2 separate regions of the Anas platyrhynchos genome follow, and region 1 is linked to region 2. A link is a contact called in public Hi-C data. All regions are on one chromosome and are shown on one strand. The core of a region is the stretch at or near the end of the contact, and the rest is flanking DNA. Distances in the headings are between cores, read along the strand shown.

Evidence for each region. A called contact is a pair of places that touch in the nucleus more often than the background predicts.
Region 1: a contact with region 2 is called in a Hi-C map of skeletal muscle, with 2.7 times the contacts expected there. The contact joins the enhancer-like site here to the promoter of CDH15 in region 2. A contact is called at or near these places in 2 of 8 Hi-C or Micro-C datasets (liver and skeletal muscle).

What each region holds. Positions count from the first base shown.
Region 1 is chr12:1,701,387-1,707,448 of IASCAAS_PekinDuck_T2T, forward strand. CBFA2T3 (CBFA2/RUNX1 partner transcriptional co-repressor 3) reads left to right here. Exons shown (of 12, transcript XM_038185522.2): 2 at 5,202-5,348. Among named protein-coding and RNA genes, the nearest start is that of PABPN1L, 12 kb to the right of the region's middle. Within about 2 kb of position 2,570, at least 3 of the 8 cell types and tissues checked have an H3K27ac peak or open chromatin away from gene starts, as enhancers often do.
Region 2 is chr12:1,607,095-1,613,946 of IASCAAS_PekinDuck_T2T, forward strand. CDH15 (cadherin 15) reads right to left here and starts at 4,936. Exons shown (of 14, transcript XM_072043801.1): 1 at 4,779-4,936; 2 at 3,797-3,931; 3 at 3,408-3,563; 4 at 3,182-3,326; 5 at 2,934-3,094; 6 at 2,655-2,783; 7 at 2,378-2,563; 8 at 2,025-2,278; 9 at 1,785-1,927; 10 at 1,469-1,705; 11 at 1,148-1,387; 12 at 419-555; 13 at 176-331; 14 at 1-105. The coding sequence starts at 4,829.

The sequences.
Region 1 (6,062 bases), core at 1,320-3,819, 92 kb after region 2:
GCATCGTGGGCACACCCAGGGGGTGTTTGGTCCACGGTGCGCGGGCAACGAGTCCTCTGCAAGTGGCCGTGTGGCTCCGGGGGCTGCTGTCACCCGGGGATGCGCTGTGGGGACGGCACCGGGAGAGGTGGCCAGGCTGTGCCGCGGTCCCGGGGCGATGCAGACACCTCTGGTGGGGTTCCCAAAATGGGGGGCGTCATGGGGAGGGCAACGGGAAATACCCCTGTGAGGCGCCCGGCCGGGGGCGGGGAGGGAGCCGAAATCCCCGGAGCTGGCGACGAGCCATTGTTTTCACCAGCCACCTTAATCCATCATTATCTGGGCATATTTCGGATCCTTGCCAAGAGCAAGGTGGGAAGGGGGGGGGGGGGGGCTGTAAGCATGCTTTCCCTATTCCCCTGCCATCCTTTTTGCTGCCTGTGTGTAATTAACAGAGTAATTAAAAACAGGATGAGTTAATTGGTATTCATTTATGTGGCAGATGTTTTTAATTGAGATACGAAACAATTTACCTGTTTACATAAACAATAGCAAATGAAGGCTTGTAAAACAGAGAGGGCTTTTTTTTTTCCCTTTTTTTTTTTTTTTTTTGAGGAAAATCAGAATAACCTCCCTCTCCCTCCCTCTCCCTCCACCCTGGCTCCAGCTGACCGGCAGCTGATGGCTGTGGCCCTGGGGGGGCTGCAGGTCCTCGGGGGTGCTGCTCAGGGCAGCGGGCAGGGCTCTGGGGTCCCTGATTCCCCGGGGAGCGCGGGCACCTCTGCGGTGCCCACCCAGCCAGGGGCTGCAGGGAGAGGGAAGGAAATTGGGATGTGGCAAAGGGAAACCCACCGTGCTCCCCGTGTGGGGTGGCTGGAAGTGTCCCAGGTTGGGGCATGGCTCAGGGCACCCATGGGCGAGGGATCCCCAAATTCACCGGCTGCACGGCGTGGTGCATGGCGTGGATTTTGGGGGAGCAGGGAGTGTGCTGCCCGTGGTGTGAGCATCTTTGAGAGCAGGGGATGCCCGAGCACCGTGGGGTGCCCGCAGTGCCGGGTGCTGCCCGGCTTCCTGGCGGCGGTGGCTCTGCAGCCACAGCTCCCCGTTTGCAGGGCGCCTGCAAGTGCCTCGCTGGGCCTGGAGCTGCCAGAGGCCAGGTTTCGTTTACATCTTCTGCAGAGGCTTTAATTAATTTGATTTCCTTTTAAAAGGCTTCATTTGTGCTGACTGGTGCTGGGGCTTGCGTCGCTTCGCCCCCCCACCCCAACTCCTCCCGCACCCTGCAGCCCGGCTCCCCAAAATGTGCTGCTTCAGGGAAACCTCACAAAGTTGTCAGAGCGAGGAGGAGACACCGGTGCCACCTGTGTGGGGTGGTGGGAGCCGTGTGGGGTGTCCCCATTTTCTCCTTCGCCCCTCGGCTCCAGCCCCAGCTGCTGCTCCTTCTCCACCCCCTCACCTCTTTCCAAAGCCCCCTGGGGACGTGGGACACCCCGGCCGTGGCTGTGTGATAGGCCTGGAGTTGCGCAGCACCCTTCTGGCACACCACCATCCCGCTTCCCTCCCCTTCATGCGCAATTTGGGGGGAGCCACGTCCTCCCCCACCAGCTGCCTGCCATCGTCACCATGTCCCGGGGGTGGGGACCTTTCCCCACGCTGGGGATGTCCCCAGGAGCTGACAGCAGGGTGCTGGGGAGGGTTTAGCCCGTGCGCCACGGCTCCTTGGGGTGCCCACGCTGGGATTTGGGGCACGGGCACCCCCATAACACCCCCGTTCTTTGCGCCAGGAAGGCACCGGGGTGGCTGGCGCCGCGTGCGCCCACCCGGGGGTGCTGGACGGAGCTCGGGGGCGCCGGCGCCCTGCGGTTCCCCCCCACCCGTGCCCGGCTCGCACACGTGGGAGCGCGGCCGCCCGGCTGCCGGCGCGGAGAGCTGCCCTAACGCGCTCCAGATGGAGAGGCTCCGGCCCTCGCGATCTTATCAGGGAGTTGTTCTTGGCCCCCGTGGCACCAGCAGCTGAGCAGCAGGAATGCTTTCCTTTGTTTGGGAGGCAGCCTGGCTTCGGGGAGACGTCGCCTCCAGCATCTGGATTTCATTTGTGGCCATTTGGAGAGCATGAAGGATGCTGTTCTTTTAATTCCCTTTTAACCCCTTCCTCGATGGCAAAGCCTCGCCGGGAGGCTCGCAGGCAGCCGGAGCTTTCCGACAGCCGCTGCTGCACCGGGATGGCTCCGTGCCCACGGGAGCAGAGCGGGCACTGCCTTTGGGTGCCACGCAGCCACACAGGGACTGGCATGTCCCTGTCCTTGTCCCCAGCCACCCCAAGGCCTGGCTAAAGGGTGCAGAGAGCAGGGGGCACAGCAGGGGGATTTGCACCCCCAGGCTTGGGAAGCTGGCTGGCGCACGTGGTGCCCTGCTTTGGCACCCGCAGGGGTGGCAGTGGGCACGGTTGTGGCCGTGTGGCACCAGTGGGCACCGTCCCCAGCCAGCACGTGGGGGGTTAAGGCCTCCGGTGTGACAAATCGGGGTCGGGGGGTGCGTGGGGTTCGGCATCTGATTCCCACCGGGAGGCAGGGCGGGGTACGGCCCCGCTCCGGCCAGCGGAGGAGAAAATACTAATCCTTTTATTTTTATATTATTACTTATTCATCTGGGCTGCACAGGCCTAATGGAAACCAGATGTAGGAAAACAGACACAGCCCCGAGCGGCTGGGACAAATTACCCCAAAGAAAAAGAAAAAGAAAAAAAAAAAGGAAAAAAAAAAAAAAAAAAAAAGGATTCCAGTAGAGTTTGAGCGGTGCCGGGGAATTGGTGCCACGCTCGGAGGCGCTGCCGGGGGGCAGAGCCTGGGCACGGGCTGGCGACCGCCTGCCGCTGACGGGGAGGGCAGGACGGACAGAGGGACACGTGGCAGGACAGCAGGACGTGGCCAGGCTGCCGTCACCGGTGCTTCAGAGCCTCACAGGAGCTTCGTGGGGCTGGAGGCAAAAGCTGGGGCTTCCAGGGTGGTTTGGCGAAGCGAGGGGCAGCGCCCTGCTTCTGGCACGTGTGACGCCGTGGGGATGGTGCCACCGGGGCGCACGGGTGTCCCTGCAGCCTGGCTCTGTTTGCTTTGGGCTTTTCTGGGCTTCAGCACCGAGAAATCCGGCACTTCGGGGGCTGCCTCCTGCTCCTGTGCCCGCGCGGCGGTGTTTGGATTGCAAACGCAGCAGGAAAAACTTATGGCTTCAAGAGATGGAGGAGGGAAAAAAAAAAGAGAGAGAGAGAGAGAGAAATAACACACCCAGACGCAGTTTCCCCTGGTGTTTGTTCAGCTTCGTGGAGACTTTCCTCCTGATGGGAAGCTGCGGAGCAGCCGTGCCGGCGCCAGGATGAGCGGATTTGTGCTTTTTCCCCCAAGCCCAGGCAGAGCCAGGCCCCTCTGCTGCAGCCCCTTGGAGCCAGATCCACACAGGGAGCGTGGTACAGGTGCCGTGGCACAGGGTCCCCAGGGTGCCACCTCTCCACCTTCTCCTCCAGCTGGACGAGCCCCGTGGCCTCCATGCCGTGCCCCTGCTTGGGGGGACGCTGGCTGAGGGGAAGGATGCCCAGATCCGTGCTTTGCCAAGGGGCAGGGGGTGCTGAGCCAAGGAGGGTTTGGCTGTGCCCTGTTGCACGCTCTGTGGATGAAGGGACTGGCTGCGCTCACACCCACCTCGTGGTGGGCTCGTGGGGGCCACGTGGATGGCAGCCCCCCGGCTGTGCCAGGGCTCCCCCTCGTCTCCATGCGTCCTGGGGACACTCAGCAGGGGCTGGGCTTGGCAGCATCATGAGGGCACGCGTGGGATGTGGGCTGCAGGCTGACCTCTCCTTGTCACCCTTTTTGTCCTCGGGGCACAAAACCCATGCTCTGCGTCCCTTCTGGTGCTGGAGCCTCGTGAGCCTGCGGACACATCTCCATGTGGGCAGCCAGAGCTGGTTCCAGTCCGAAGCACTGGACCCACCACCTCTCGTGCCTCCCCCGTGCCAGGGCTGTCCCCGGGGCTGTTACACCTGGCGTAAAGCTGCAGAGCCACACAACGGGCCCAGGAGGTGGGAGGGAGGCTGCAGGTCAGGGTGCGAGCCAGGCACCCCCTGGCATCGTCCCCCCCCCCAGCATCTTCCAACAAGTCCCTTCTGTCCTGCCTGGAGGAGCCGTTCCCAAACCCCGTGGCGAGGAAAAGCAGAGGTGTTTTTCAAAGCATCCCGTTTATTTTGGCAGAGCCCGCGAACAAACTGCTGCTCCGTGGCAGAGGTGCTGTTTAGCCTTGGGGGTTTCTCCTGTGGCTGGAGAGGGAGAAGGGGGCGCAGAAAGGCAAACCCCAGCACGCAGTGCCAGGATGGCCCTGCACACCAGCCAAGGACACTCACTTGGTGCCAGGGGTGCCGTGGGACCGCGGTGGTGACCTCCAGCCCTCCTGGCTCCCCACTCCTCCCCACGTGGCATCAGCTGCAGGATGAGCCCTGCTAGCATCTTGCTCGGGACGAGGCCCCGGTTTTATTTAGCCCGGACCATGTGCTCTCGCCGGGCTCGATTAATCTCCCGACAGTTGCAGCGGATTAGGCGTGCGCGTTAGATGAGTGGGTAGCAGCCGTGCCTGGTGGCGAGCCCGCTGCGTGCAGCGGGGACCCTGGCCAGGATGGTGACAGACCTGTGCAGCTGGCGTGCTCGTGGCCACTTGGCACGGCATGGCACAGCATGGCACGGCAGCCTCTGGGCTGTGGGTGGCACAGGGAGCAGCATCGTGTGCCAGCCATCGTGCACCCAGGATTTGCTGCCCGTGCGCAATCCCTGCCCGGCACCACGATGCCCGCAATCGCCCTGGGGCTGGCGAGGTGCTAGCGGGCAGCCTGGGCACGGGATCCCCGAGGTCGCTGCTGGCAGGCGGGTGGCTTTGCAGGGATGGCAGCTGTGATAATGCTGTGATAATGTGCCCGGGCTGTGCTGTGCGCAAGATGTGGAGCTCACACCTTGCAGAGCCGTGCCCTGTCCCTTCTCCAGTGCCACACATCCGTGGAGGATTCAGGGCACCGTCCCCACCACCCTACAGGGACACAGGGCACCGGGCACCGTCCCCACATGTCCCTGCGCTCCCACTCCACTTGGGGACCGGCGACACCCGAGGTCCCCGAGGCCCTGACCCTCCGGGCAGGGGCTGTCCCCGGCGGCACTGCCCCGCTCACCGCGCGCGCCCTGTCCCCGCAGATCCCGCGGCGAAGCGGGCCGCCACCATGCCCGACTCGCCGGCCGACGTCAAGACGCAGCCCAGGTCCACGCCGCCCAGCATGCCGCCACCGCCGCCGGCCGTCACGCAGGGAGCCACGCGCCACCCCTCCTTCACGCCCAGCACCAGTGAGTATGGGGACGGGGAGGGGACGGCGGGCAGGGGGGCTGCCCGGCTCCCTCGGCCACGTGCTGCCTTTGGGATCCGTCGCGACCTCGTTGCGCTGCGTGGTGCTGGCCGTGCCGTGGGGTGGTGATCCTTGTTGGTGTGCTGGAGAAGGGATTTGGGATGTGTGTGGGCTCTGCCTGTCCCCAGCGAGTTGCTTGGGGACAGGGACGCCCTGGTTTCCTGATGCGTGGTCACCAAACGGGAGCACGGAGCAGCTGGAGGAGGCTGCAGGGCTCGGAGCTGGGCACGGCCACGTGGGTGTGTGTGGCACCGGGCGGTGCGGGGCAGTGTCACGGCTGGCTGTGGTGGTGGGGACCTGCTGGCTGTGCCCAGGTGACAGAGTGGTGGCATCGAGGTGCTCTATAGGGACTGCAGGTCTCTGCACGCTGGCTGCCGCGGCCCTGCTGCGCTCCCAAGCAGATGTTCTCTAATTAGAAATCGGATTGTGCTCTCTGCGCTCTGATGGGTTTTGCTTTTTAATCCAAGCCCTGCAGTGGATGCAGGGCTCTGGGATCCGTGTGCGGGGCTGGTGCGGGCGTCCCCATCCTGCTGGTGTGGGCACCGTGTGGGCAGCCGGCTGCCAGCACCACCAGGCCTCGGGACGGAGTTTTGGTTGTTCTTGGTCTCGAGGAATTTCCACAAGCTGCCCCTCGAGCTGGGGCTGGGCAGGGACT
Region 2 (6,852 bases), core at 3,686-6,185:
GATGGAGCTGAGCGGGCTGGCCACGGAGCCCGAGCCCTCGTAGTCGTAGATGAGGGCGGTGTCGTAGGGGGGCACGCTGGGGTCGCTGTCAGCCGCCTCCAGCCCCTGCGGGGACAGGAATGGCATCAGCCCTGCTATGGAAAGGGAAGCAGGGGGGTGCCGAGCCCGGTCCCACCTCGTTGATGAAGTCCTCGATGTCTGAGGGGCCGCTGGGCAGCTTGCGGGGCGCCGAGGGGGTGCCGGAGCGCAGCGGGGCGTCCCTGCGCACGGGGGGCTTGGCGCGGGGCTGGAGGAGCTGGGGGTGCCGCAGCTGGTTGATGTCGTAGGCGTCCTGCGGGGACCGGGATGTGTCAGGGCTGTTGGGGCTACGATGAGCCCCCCCCCCCCCTCCAGCCCTGCCCGGGGTGCCCCCCATCACCTGGTCCTCCTCGCCACCGCCCTGCTCGTCGTAGTTGAGGATGTTGTCGCGCATGTCGTCCCGCGAGCGCTGCAGCAGCCCCTTGCGCAGCGCCCGGCGGCGCCCGCGCACCTGTGCAGCCCCCAGGAGTGCCAGCACTGCGGGGGGGAGAGGGTGGGCATGGGGCCAGGACCCCCTCAGGGGGAATGGGGTGTAGGGTATTGGGCAAGGAAGGGACGGGGATGGGGCTGGGGTGGCATGGGATGGGGATGGGATGGGGATGGGGATGGGGATGGGGATGGGGATGGGGATGGGGATGGGATGGGGATGGGGATGGGGATGGGGATGGGGATGGGGATGGGGATGGGGATGGGGATGGGGATGGGGATGGGGATGGGGATGGGGATGGGGATGGGGATGGGGATGGGGATGGGGATGGGGATGGGGATGGGGATGGGGATGGGGATGGGGATGGGGATGGGGTGGGGTGGCCAGGACTGGGCTAATTTGATGTGGGCCATGGGATGGGGTGGGATACGGTGGCCAGGACCATGATAGGGTGATGAGGGACATGGGTTGGGATGGGTTGTGGTGGCCAGGACTGGGATGGGGCAGTGGGTTGGGGGCTGGGGGTTGGGACGTGGTGATGGAGCGTGCTGCTGGGATTTGGGTCCTGCACCATGAGGAGAGACACGAGGAGGGGTTGGGGTACCCAGGAGTGGGTGGGGGGGCTCTGGGGGTGTCACTCACGCAGGAGCAGGGTGCTGCTGCCGAGGATGACCAGGAGAGCCTCCAGGGTGATGCCGACCCCGGCGGTGGCAGCGGCCAGGACGCCGTCCTCGCAGGTGCCATCGCGGCCGCAGGGACACACCGAGACGTTCAGCAGCTGCTGCTGCTCCCGGGGGGGGGTCCCCGAGTCCCGCAGCAGCAACGGCAGCGAGTAGAGCCCCTCGGGCAGCTCCACCAGCACGGCCAGCACCGCGTGGGTCACTGCGGGGGGGGCACAAGGGCTGGGGTGAGTGGGGACCCCCCATGCGACAGCGACCCCCCTGAACTCCAGCCCTCCCTCACCATTGAAGCGGGTGATGCTCCAGTTCCGGGCGAGCTGGGGGTGCTGGGGGCTGAGCTGGAAGTGGAAGGGGGCTCCGTGGGGGGGGCGGTCGTCGTCGGTGGCCCCCAGCAGCAGGCTCCCCCCGCGGCCAGGCCGCCCGCACACCACGCCGGCCGGCGGCTGCAGCAGGGGCGCGTGGTCGTTCACCTCCAGGATCTCGATGGAGAGCGTGCCGGTGGCGGACAGCGGGGGCTCGGCTGGGTGGGGGCGAGGAGCAGAGGGGTCAGGGGGTGCCGAGGGGCACAGGGGGGGGCTCGGGGGGGGTGGGGTGCTCACCGTCATCACGGGCGAGCACCAGGGCGATGTACCAGCCGCCCTGCAGGAAGGCCGAGGGGTGCCGCAGCTCCCGCTTGGTGCGCACGGTGCCGGAGTGCGGGTCCAGCTGCAGCCAGCCCGCGGGGTCGTACAGCAGCGCGTAACTGGGGGCACAGGGCGGGGGGCACACCATCACCACCCCCCCTTCCCAAAAATACCCACCGCCGGCTGCACACCTGGGTGCCCAAATGCAGCACTCACGTGAGGGTCTGGAGCTGGCGCGTGTCGGGGTCGCTGGCGGTGTAGGTGGTGACAGGGGTGCCCGGGGGGGCCCCCTCTGGCACGCTGACTCGCCGCGGGTTCTCGCGGAAGACGGGCGCCTCGTTCACGTCCCGCACCCGCACCTGCACCGTGGCCAGCGCCCGCGGGCTGCCCGGGGCCCCCGGCTCCAGCGGCTGCTGGTTCTGCACCGACACCGTCAGCTGGAAGCGGTCCCGCACCTCGTGGTCCAGGGGCTGCCGAGGGGTGGGGGGGACACACAGGGGGTCAGCGGAGCTGCCAGCACCCCCATCCCCATGCCCAGCACACCGGGTGCCCCCCCCCCGGGTGCCCACCTTGGCCACGGAGAGCACGCCGTCGTTGGTGTAGGGGTCGGTGTGGATGGCAAAGGCGCCCTCGGGGTCGCCCTCCAGGATGGTGAATTTGGCCAGCCAGTTGGGCGAGCCGGCCAGGTCCTTGTCGTGCACCAGGACCCTGCCCACCTCCAGCCCGGCCGCCTGCTCCTCCACCTCCATGGAGAACTGGGGGGGGAGCAGCACGGGGCTGGCACCTACCCCCCAGGATCCAATGTCCCAAATTGTGTCCCCCCTCGTGTCCCACCCCAACCGCTACCTCCTCCTTGGTGAACTCGGGGGCGTTGTCGTTGATGTCCTCCAGGTAGATGACGGCTGTGGCCGTGGTGGTGAGCCCGTCCCCGGACATATCGGCCGCCTGCAGCGTCAGGTTGTACACCCCCACACTCTGCGGGGGGGCAAGGGGGAGGCGCTGAGCCCCCCCAGCAGCCACAGGGACGAGGTGTCCACCCCTCACCACGGCTGGCCGTGCGCACGGACCAACCCATGGCTCCTCCAGCCCCGGTGCCCCCCTTAATGCCCCCCCCGTGCCCCCTACCTCTCGGTCGAGGCCGGGCCGTGCGGTGCAGATCTCTCCCGTGGTGGCGTTGATGCTGAACATGCCGCCCGCGCCCTGCTCCAGGATGGAGAACCGCAGCGCCGCGTTGTCCGTCTCGGGGTCATCGGCATCGGTGGCCTCCACCGTCATCACGCAGGTCCCTGCGGCCACCAGAGCACCCCCGGTGGGTGCTGGCACGGGGGCCGGCTCGTGTCCCCCCCCCACCCCGGGTGGCCGCGGGGTCCCACCTGGCTCGGCGCCCTCCACCACGCGCCCCGTGAAGACGTCCTGGCGGAAGAGCGGCCGGTTGTCGTTCTGGTCCACCACGATGATCTCCAGGTCCGTGGGGTCCTCCAGTGTCACGCCGCCCAGGTCCAGGGCAAAAGCCTTCAGCTGGGGGCACGAAGCAGGTGGGTGAGGGTGAAGGGGGGGGGCTGGGGGCCACGGGTACGCACAGCCGGGTCATATCCTTACCCGAAATCGGTCGTTCTCCTCCCGGTCCAGCATGGCGTTGAGGAAGACCTTGCCGCTGAACTTGTCGATGGAGAAGATGCCCAAGGGCTCCTCGTCCACCCCCGGCCCCTTGATGCTGTAGATCACCCCCCCCGGCTGCTGCTTGTCCGACTTGATCTGCCCAGAGGAAAGCAGGGCTGGGGCTGGGGGGCTGGGGGCTGCCCCCCGGACCCCTGGGGTCGTGGTGGGGGGGGTGCCTCACCCCCAGGGCAGGGTGCTTGGGGTGGGGGGGTCCCTGCACCCAGGGGAATTGGGGCTCCATCCCCTCCGTGCTACATGGGGATCTCCTCACTGGGGGGGCCCTGTGCTGCCCCCCATAGTGTCCCCCCCCCATTTTTTTCCCCGCCTACCTGCACCAGGAGGTGTGGGATGCGCTTGTGGTTCTCCGAGACGCTGATGGGGGGGATCACCCAGGCCCTCTTCACCCGCCGGGGGCCCTCGTGCTGCCGCCAGCCGGGGGGGCTGCCTGGGGCCGTGCTGGCACCCTGAGGGGGGAGGGGACACCGTGCTGCCGAGTGGGACACGGGGGCTTCGTGGTGGCCCCCCCCCCATCGTGGTGATGGGCACCCCAAGAAGGGGGCAGAAATGCCTGGCACGGCCCCAACCCATATCACCGTCACCGCATGGGGGGGTCCGGGCTGGGGTGGGGGGCACGGAGCTGGGGGGCTGCAGCCAGGGCTGGGCTGGGGGCATGTGGGGAGACCCCCCCCCCCCTTCCCGTTTATCTGGGAGGCTGCTGGAGCTCGGGGAGGGCAGGGAGGGGGTGGTTGGATAATGGGGGGGGGGTGAGGGGGGTCCCTGTGGGTCCGCTTGCCTTCCTTCCCCCCCCCCCAGAGCTATGGGGCCCAGGCCAGACCCCGACAGCCCCACATGGCTCAGGCCTGAGGCCGCGGTGAGGGGCACGGGGGGGGCTGTGTGCGAACAGTGGGGTGGGAGGGGGCTGGGGGGGGGGAAATCCGGCAGTGCTGCTAGGGGTGGTGAGGGGAGCAGCGTGTTTCTGAGCACCAGCCCCCCCCATACCCCTCTCGCCGCTTTCCAGCCCAGGCAATGTGCCGGAGGCCCCCCCCCCTGCCCCGGCCACCGCCACCATCTGTGGGGTGGGAAATGGCCCAGGAGGGGCGCAGAGCCTGCGACACCCCCGTCCCCATCCCCGACACCCCCCTCCCCATCCCCAAATCCCCCCTCTCCATCCCCAAATCCCCCCTCTCCATCCCCGACACCCCCGGAGACGTGCGTCCGCAGGGCCTGGGCCCCATCCCAGCCACCCCCCACCCCCACCAACCCATTTTTTAGGGGGGTGGGGGTAAGTTTCAGCCCCCCCCCATCCCTTACCCTGGCGCAGAGGGGGGCGAGCAGGCAGGCGAGCAGGAGCGGGGGCCCCATGGCCGAGCGGGCGCAGTCCGAGCCGCTCGCCGGCCCCGAGCTAAAATAACCGCGGGGCTGGCTGAGTGACAGCACATGTGCTGCCGAGCGGCCCGGGCCCCCCCCGGCAGGGCAGCTGGCCCCACAGCCCCCCCCCGCCGCCCCCCGGCCCGGCCCGATGCCGCCCGGCTGCGCGCAGGGGGCCCGACGGGGCTGGCGGTGCGCACGGGGAGACCGGGGAGAAGGGGGTCCGAAAGGCTGGGGGGGGTCCACGAAGGGGTCCCCGGGGGTGCTGCGTGTCCCCCCCCCTCCTCCTTTGCACGGCACTTTGTGGATGGGGGCTGCGCCCCCCCTCGCCCCGGGCAGGGCGCTGGGAATGCGGCAGCTGCCGCCGGGTGCGCCCCGGGGATGCCGCGACGGGGCGGGCGGAGAGCCCCGGGCCCGCTGCTCCCCCCCCCCCGGCAGCACGGCCCCGGCCCCCGCCCGGCATCGTCGCCCCCCTCCTGCTCTCAATCTCCCCCCTCCCGGGGGGGCTCTGCTCGCCCCCAGCCCCGCCGGGCCCCCGCGGCCGCGTTCCGGGGCAGGTGCGGGGCCATCTGGGCTGGCGGCGGGCGCTGGGCGGGGGCCAGGGCGGGCTGCGAGGGGGGGGGGGCAGCGGCAAGGCTGGGGCCAGCACCAGCCCAGCACAGTCCCAGCCCCATTCCCACCTCACCCCATACAGCTCCAACCCCATCCCATCCCATATCCCCACCCCCATCCCATCCCATCCCATCCCATCCCCATCCCCATCCCATCCCATCCCATCCCCATCCCATCCCATCCCATATCCCCACCCCCATCCCATCCCATCCCATCCCATATCCCCATCCCCATACCCATCCCATCCCCATCCCCATCCCCATCCCCATCCCATCCCATCCCATCCCATCCCATCCCATCCCATCCCATCCCACCCCATATCCCCATCCCCATCCCATCCCATCCCATCCCATCCCATCCCATCCCATCCCATCCCATCCCATCCCATATCCCCATCCCATCCCATCCCATCCCATCCCATCCCATCCCATCCCATATTCCCATCCCATCCCATCCCCATCCCCATCCCCATCCCATCCCCATCCCCATCCCATCCCATCCCATCCCATCCCCATCCCCATCCCATCCCCATCCCATCCCATATCCCCATCCCAATCCCATCCCATCCCATCCCATCCCATCCCATCCCATCCCATATCCCCACCCCCATCCCATCCCATCCCATCCCATCCCATCCCATCCCATATTCCCATCCCATCCCATCCCCATCCCCATCCCCATCCCATCCCCATCCCCATCCCATCCCATCCCATCCCATCCCCATCCCCATCCCATCCCCATCCCATCCCATATCCCCATCCCAATCCCATCCCATCCCATCCCATCCCATCCCATCCCATCCCATCCCATATCCCCACCCCCATCCCATCCCATCCCATCCCATCCCCATCCCCATCCCCATCCCCATCCCATCCCATCCCATCCCATATTCCCATCCCATCCCATCCCGCAGCACCAGAGGGCAGCATCGCCCCGGCCACCAGCTCCGTGTCCCCGCACCCCGGGGGCCGCACCGGGGAGCGGCCGGGTGGGGGGGGCCGGGCTGCAGCGAGTGCCTCCCCCCACCCCATCCAGCCCCGTTCCCCTCCCTGGGGACCCCCCGGTTCCCTCCTGCGCAGAGCATCTGGAGAGCGCTGCGGGGCTGCTGCAGGGGGGGCAGCCCAAAGGAAAAAAAGCTGGGGGACACAGGGGGGTCTTCTGCCCCCCCCCCAGCTCCTCACCGAAGCCAAGCGGTGGCAGGGCTTCAGGTGGCCAGGGGACAGCAGAGGGGACATGGAGCCGTGCCACGAATGGGTGAGCGTCGGGCACCGGTGACCCCATGGCACGGCTCAGCCCCCTCCCCGTCCATCTGCCCGACCCCATTTATCCGCCCACCCTCCTGCCCTGCCACCCCACATCAGTGTCACAGCGGGGAGCAGCCCCGGTGGCTGTGGCTGGGGGTCCT